Linked DNA regions of Mus musculus: region 2 is linked to region 1. A link is a contact called in public HiChIP or PLAC-seq data. All regions are on one chromosome and are shown on one strand. The core of a region is the stretch at or near the end of the contact, and the rest is flanking DNA. Distances in the headings are between cores, read along the strand shown.

Evidence for each region. HiChIP or PLAC-seq counts read pairs in DNA pulled down with a chosen protein or histone mark.
Region 2: a contact with region 1 is called in an H3K27ac HiChIP or PLAC-seq map of embryonic stem cells, with 12 read pairs. The contact joins the promoter of Ipo8 here to the enhancer-like site in region 1. A contact is called at or near these places in 9 of 484 Hi-C or Micro-C datasets (cumulus cells, embryonic stem cells, liver and 3 more), 6 of 115 datasets of contacts at active chromatin or transcription factors (embryonic stem cells and extraembryonic endoderm stem cells) and 3 of 9 other capture datasets (adipose tissue, liver and pancreatic islet).

Annotation. Positions count from the first base shown.
Region 1 is chr6:148,991,254-148,994,604 of GRCm38.p6, forward strand. Dennd5b (DENN/MADD domain containing 5B) reads right to left here. Exons shown (of 21, transcript NM_177192.3): 21 at 1-2,636. The coding sequence ends at 2,453. Among named protein-coding and RNA genes, the nearest start is that of Gm25539, 26 kb to the left of the region's middle. Within about 2 kb of position 1,683, at least 58 of the 459 cell types and tissues checked have an H3K27ac peak or open chromatin away from gene starts, as enhancers often do. A contact at or near this core is called in embryonic stem cells, extraembryonic endoderm stem cells and olfactory sensory neurons, where this site is marked.
Region 2 is chr6:148,829,877-148,833,227 of GRCm38.p6, forward strand. Ipo8 (importin 8) reads right to left here and starts at 1,591. Exons shown (of 25, transcript NM_001081113.1): 1 at 1,288-1,591. The coding sequence starts at 1,371. 2610017A05Rik (a long non-coding RNA gene) reads left to right here and starts at 1,744. Exons shown (of 2, transcript XR_869626.1): 1 at 1,744-1,832; 2 at 2,989-3,238.

The sequences.
Region 1 (3,351 bases), core at 433-2,932:
CCAAAGGACATCATGTGGAACAAAAAACTTTATAGGTAATTTTTTGTTTTTTTGGTACTACTTTAAGTAACAGTTTTAAACTTAAGCTGGAATGCAACTCTGCTCCCATTTTTTAACCACAGATGTAATGCCTAAGAGATTAAGAACAGTTTGGTAGGCAGGGCTCTCACATGAATCCCTCACTTAGGAGGTAGATCTCTCCAGGTGAGCCTGGTCTACAAATGAAGTTCCAGGGCCAGCCAGGGATATACAGTGAGATCCTGTTTCACAAACAACAACAAAACAATCTAACGCGGCAAGGCAAGCTTCAGTCCTTATTATTCTGCATCACAGAAACATAGCTTCCTATCTGTACAGTTGACTGAAGATTCAACAGAAGAAATGATCCTGAGTAAGAATGTCTCCGAGGTTGGTTTCATGCTCTCGGGTGTGGTAAAAAGCATAAATTCTAACCCTTGTGTTGTCAAGGGGGAGAGGGCAAGAATACAAAGTCTTTGATTTGAAGTGTCCTATTTTCACCTATAAAATGAAGAGGCTGTACTTGCTGTTGGGACTCAACTGTGGAACACTGACTTAAAAGTCCACCAAGCGCTCAGCATCAGGATGGCCCCATGGGAAAAGACAGCAATAAAACCCTGGGATGGACTGTATCTTAATTTGTGGATGTTTCCTATAGTAAGTAGATTGGTCTCTAGAATACTCTCATTCTACTATAAACACCCTTATTCTAAGTAAACAAACCACTGGGTTACACAGGTCATCTAGAGACATGTTCTAAGCCCTTTCTTTCCATGGGTGTGTAAATGTATCCTCAGCAACCCTTTTCTTCAGAGTTTCTGATAAAGGGCATGAGGTACTTGATCTATTAGTCCCTTCCTCCAGTAAACAGGAAAACAGCACTGCTGGCAAGAGCCCAGGGCCCTGAGATTGCACACGGATCCTGAGAGGCCATGGCTTGGGTTTTCAGCTACAACAGGGAATAAAACCTGGAGCTCTGCCGAGGCAATTTTGCTACTAACAAGGTATCGGTGCCTAATTAGAGTTCCGAAACTTACTCACCAAAAGATAAAGATTTATGTAGTTGCTAACATTTGCTTAACAAAAAAATAAATAAGCTATCAAACTAGAAAGGTTTCAGGAGTTCCTAAATTGTCTCTTGAGTCAAATTCACTCCTCAGTCTGCCACAGTGGCTTTTAACTTCTCTGGGACAATTGCTTTACATTTCCCTGAAACACCCAGAAAGGCTTCATTCTTTCTCTCAGCTTCTGTTATTTGCATTATCATGGTCAACAAATACCTTCACAAAAGCATTCCAAATCACACTGAGACCTCCTCCTTCTCCCACATTCCTTTTATTTCCTGAGAGGGGGGATGGGGCGGACAGAGGGAGTGGCTGGAACCTAACAAAGACTGGGCTGGTAGTTTAGCTCCACTTAAAGAGTTTAGATGGCCAAGTTAAAAGTCACACTGTTTCTTACAGTTATGGCTATATGATTGATACTAAAATTCATTATCTCAAAAGCCCTATCAAAGAACAGTAATAAAAATTCCAAGAACGAAGCCTCCAGGCTAATCTTTCAAAAGTAAAGAAGTTAAAGTCCCATGCTTCTCAGGGCTTCTTGTGTTTGCTTTCCAATTAGCCAAGCTCTTGGGATCTGGTATTTGCGCTCTCTCTCTCTCTCTCTCTCTCTCTCTCTCTCTCTCTCTCTCTCTCTGTTGAGATAGGGTCTTGCTATGTAGCTCTGTCTGGTCTGCAACTCAGATGCACCTGCCCCTGCCTCCCTAGTGCTGGGAGTGCGCCACTATGCCTTGCTGGGGTCTGATATTTAAAATACTTTAATTATCTTTTCCTTATGCCAATGAAAAACGTTCCCAAAAACTAAAAAAATTACTCATAATTCAAATGTATTAAATGGTTTATAACTTAAAAGGTACAATGAGGACTGCTGTACACTATGTAAAGCTGTATACATTCACCACACACAGGATGGGACTCCAGGAGGGATGGCTGCTTCAGGACAAAGCATTCTGGTTCCTTTGTGAGACCTGGAGGGAAAAAGAAGCCTTCCTGGGTTGCACTATGTACACATTTACTGGCTTCTTCCTGACTAGCACCGCTTTCCCCACCCCCAACATTTTTAAACTACTTATTTTAAGTCACAGGGATATTCAATCTAAGAAAAGTATCTTATTAGAGTAATATAATTTCTTAAAGATAGCATATTTACACACTTCTAACACATGAAAATACTCTATTTTATACTAAATTTCAGGTTCAAATGAACTACAATACAGCACTTTGCCTTGTCTGCAGAGTGGAGACTGTTCAAACTGGGGCTTCCAGTGCACTGCCCCGGCAGTGCTCACTATGGTCAGACCGGTCCAGATAGGTCCCCATAGTTACGGAAGCTTCAGGAGCCAGGGGTAGATGAAGAGTTTCTGCCGGCTGCTTTACACATCCACTCCTTTGATTAGTGATCCTTCCAAGACTATGGTGAAATCCTGAATGGTCTGAAGAATTCGGATAAGGGAGTTGACAGTCATGTGGTCTCGAAGCAGTGCATTCTCTTCATACATTCGGGTGATGGCAGGACATTCTGCTAGCAATGGAATCCACTGTGGAAGCAGGTGATCCCTACAGACCAAACAGACACAGGACTTGAGCTCTAACAGATACAGTGTAACTGGCTCCCCCTTGTGTCTTTCCCTTTAATTATCAGCCTGTTGAAACAATACAATTCAATCCTGTTCCTCAAAACCCTAGGATGATTGGGTGTATATATTTCTCTCTCTCTTCCCAATATGGGCACATGGAATAAATCTCTCTTCTGCTTCTCACTATGCATTTTATTTTTCTTAAAGATTTATTTTATTTATATGAGTACACTGTAGCTGTCTTCAGACATACCAGAAGAGGGAATCAGATCTCATTATAGATGGTTGTGAGCCACCATATGGTTGCAGGGAACTGAACTCAGGACCTTTGGAAGAGCAGTCAGTGCTCTTAACCACTGAGCCATCTCACCAGCCCCTCGTCATTATGCTTTTTAAACTTAAGAGCAGTGAATGCTCTTAACTGCTGAGCCATCTCTCCAGCTCTTGCTTTCACTATTAATTAGGCTCTTTTACTTGGCTTAACCAGGACAGGTAGCTGAACCTGGCTTGTTCTGGCACAAGGTATGATCCACAGGTTAGGCAAAAACAGTACACAGCGTACACACACTAGTATTTTCAATTGGGAGGGTAGGATGGTGCACAGTCCAGCCTCGTTCTGTGTTAATGTTAGCACAGTCAGTGAGTGTGTGTAAAAGGGAGCACTGACAACGTATTTGGTACTCCACCATCCTGCC
Region 2 (3,351 bases), core at 341-2,840, 160 kb before region 1:
CCGAGCCAGATAGATATTAACAGGGTCTCGACTTTCGTTCTTACCTCTTGAGGATCCTGGATTCACGTGTCCCTCAAACACCACAGATTGTCAGTTAATATTTCTCTTTCAAGATTCAAAACATCTTTTATAACAAAAACAAACCTCTACTAGGGCAAACACACTGGCCAAGAAGAATCCTTATACTTCAGGAGGCACAGAATTGCCTGGGGAGCCACTTAAAACACAAACTTGTTTCTATTCCCAGGTTTTCAGGTTCTTTACATCAGGGATGAAGCCCATAATTTGCATACCCAACCGTTTTCAGAGAAGCATAGGCCACTGGTCTTAGCAACCCCTCAAGATCCACTAATTAAGGAATATCCCTTCACACTTGTAGCAAGCTCAATTGTCAAGCCATGTAAGGAAATTTTAATTTGTACATTTTAGTAAGAGGATGATAGTCCCTCTTACATGAGCAGAACCAGAGCTTGTGATATTACAATTCTGAAAGGTTGGGCCAGATGTGGTAACACACACCTTTAAACCCAGCAGACTAGAGGCAGAGGCAGAAGCAACAGGCAGATTTATGAGTTCCAAACCAGCCTGTTTAACACAGAATTCCAGGTTAACCAGAACTACACAGTGAGACCCTGTCTCTGAAATGAAAGGAAGAAAAAAAAGGAGGAGGAGGGAGAAGTATGGTATGGACAAAAAAAAAAAAAAAAAAAAAAAAAAAAGACGAGAGTAACACTGGAACAATGAATGTCTAGACTGCTTAGAAAAATGGAAAGCAGCTAAAGCAAAGTCACACACATTTCAGTATTCCAAAGAAATGCCTCAAATATTGTATTACTGGCCGGCCCAGTCTTTGAAATGGTACGGGGAAACCGCGTGCCCTTCCTAGAACTCTCTCGGACAGTGCTGCCCAGCGCTCCAGCAATACTGTGCCATGATCCACACTGCCACCGCCAGAAGCAGGCGAGGGGCAGGGTTTCCGACAGCAACACCTGAAAAGGGCGGGTCCGGAGAAAAGCTAGCTTAGCTTTGGTGAATTTTCCCACCGCGTCTCCACGTAAGCGCATTAAAGGAAAAGAAAACACACCCAAAGACCACTATCAATGGTTTCGTAGCTTCTTTGTGCTATGTGTCCAAGAGAACTGAGCAAGTGCACCAAGAAAAGGACAGATAGCCAACAGGTGCTCCAGTTGCTCCGCAGGGGTCCTGGTCTCAGGCTGGGGTTGGAGGAGAGAGGGAGAGAAGGGAGAAGAGTAGGAAAAAGAGAAAGAGGGGCAGCCCCTCGCTCACCTGGTTAAGCTCCGTCTCAGCTGCAATTCTCAGCTTTGGGTCGATAGTGCCCTTCAGCGCCTGGATGATCCGATTGAGGTCCATGTCCGCGGGCGGGAGCTCGGGTCCCAGAGCCAGCAGGCCGGGTTGCAGCCGGGATGTCTCCTGGCCCTTTTTGGCCCCCTCTACCTCAGGGGACCACCTCACCCCCACCCCCTGCCGCTGCCACCACCGCCTGCAGCTACTTGCTGCGCCACTCTGACTCCGCGCCCCCTGTCCTCCCTCCTTCCCCCCGACAACTCTCTCTCCATTCACCTTTTACGACAGCCGGTGGGAGGTGGAAGAGGAAACGGAGACTCCTTTACGGCTGCCTCTTCCCCTGGCGTGCTGCACTGACCAGCACCCGCCAGAGACGCCATGATGCTCGTCTCAGGAGCCGGCATTCATTGCACAGCGGTGCTGCTACAGGAAGTCGCTCAAGTTTGTTCCAAACACCAGACTCCCGCAGACGGCCGCCATGATGCGGTACGGAAATCCTAGCTTGTCCACCCACTGGTGTGACCAAAGTAAGTTAATTGGCCTGGCATCTATTTACAGTTGTTGCAAATTAGGCATATCTAAAGGGAGTGGTACTTTTTGTTCGAGAACTCTGAACATCACAACTGAGCTGTTTCAAGACAAACTTACTGGAATCCTGAACTTACGTAGCTTACAGAAGAGGTTTCCTTTAATGTTTGAGCGCCACCCTTTATCCTGCCATTCATTCTTTGAACATTTGTTAAAAATGTTTACAGACAGGCACCATGTTATAATAACAAGATAAAATTTAATGCAGGTTTGTATGTATGAAAACTCAAAATCTAATAGATAATCAAATGTGTGTGTGTGTGTGTGTGTGTGTGTGTGTTTCTCTTTAGAGTGTAAAAACACAAAAATGCAGTAGTCAAGGAAACTATATGACCAAAAGTGCCCAAAATGTCCAGACTTTCACTGTGAAAGGCAAGAAGGGTTATGCTGTTTCCATCTACAACTGCAAAGCATACAAAACATAAAGTAAAGATGATTGTGGGCAAATGCTGCTGAGATGTGATCCTCCAAGGAGCATATAATTACGATGTATTGGTTCAATTAAATTTAAGAACAGTGTAGAAAATGAGACAGGATGTATGCTATATGACTGATTGCTTCCAGCAATGCCCATTTCAGTCCATTATGCACACAGCCATCAGAATGAAAAATGCATTTTCAATTTGAAATGTTACCTTTGCTACCTGCACCCCCAATTTCCTTTACTTATGATATCAACTCTAATAGACCTTTGAGTGGAAACATCTAGTTTCTTTGGAAAGTTATGTCAAATGATGGTTTGCAGGAGCACACAGGTGGATGTCAGTGCTAAAGCAGACACAGGTAAAAGGATATTTTGCTGGAGCAGACACAGGAAAAAAGTTTTTCCTCTAGCAGACACAGGTGAAAGGATGTCTTGATATAGCAAACACGTGAAAGGATGCTTGATGAAGGAGTATAAATATGACCCCCAAAGACAGTGGGAAACAAGCAATGAGCGTTGGTTTGCTCTGCCTTGCTAACACTCTATGAGCCTTCTATTGTTGCGTTCAACTTGTGGTAACACCAGCACTGAGAAAAATTCGTCCAAGAACTGCTTGTGAAGTTCCTGCAGCAGCTAGTAGCTTCTGCTGGTGAACCTGGCAATTTCTTCAGGATTGAACAACAGCTTCTGGTTCCTGCCTAGTGTCTGCCTGCCTAGAGAACTGGTCTGCAGCTGCTGAGTCTTATTTGGTGATTGCTACAGGACTGAACTACTGAGAAAGATCAAGCTCACCCACAAAGAAATACTGCTGAACAGGCTCACTCTCCCCGTACCCTAATAACTTTTCTCTTCCACTACTTCTGCTGGATGGTGGGCTAAAGGAGAGGGTGAACTCTTATTAAAGTAGGTTGCAAAAAATTATTACAAGCCTTTTTCACTGTTTTTGATACAAGATCTCTCTTCATAGCCCAGGCTGGTCTCAAACATGGGGCAATCCTGCTGCTTCAGCCAAGTGCTGGTATTCCAGCCATGAG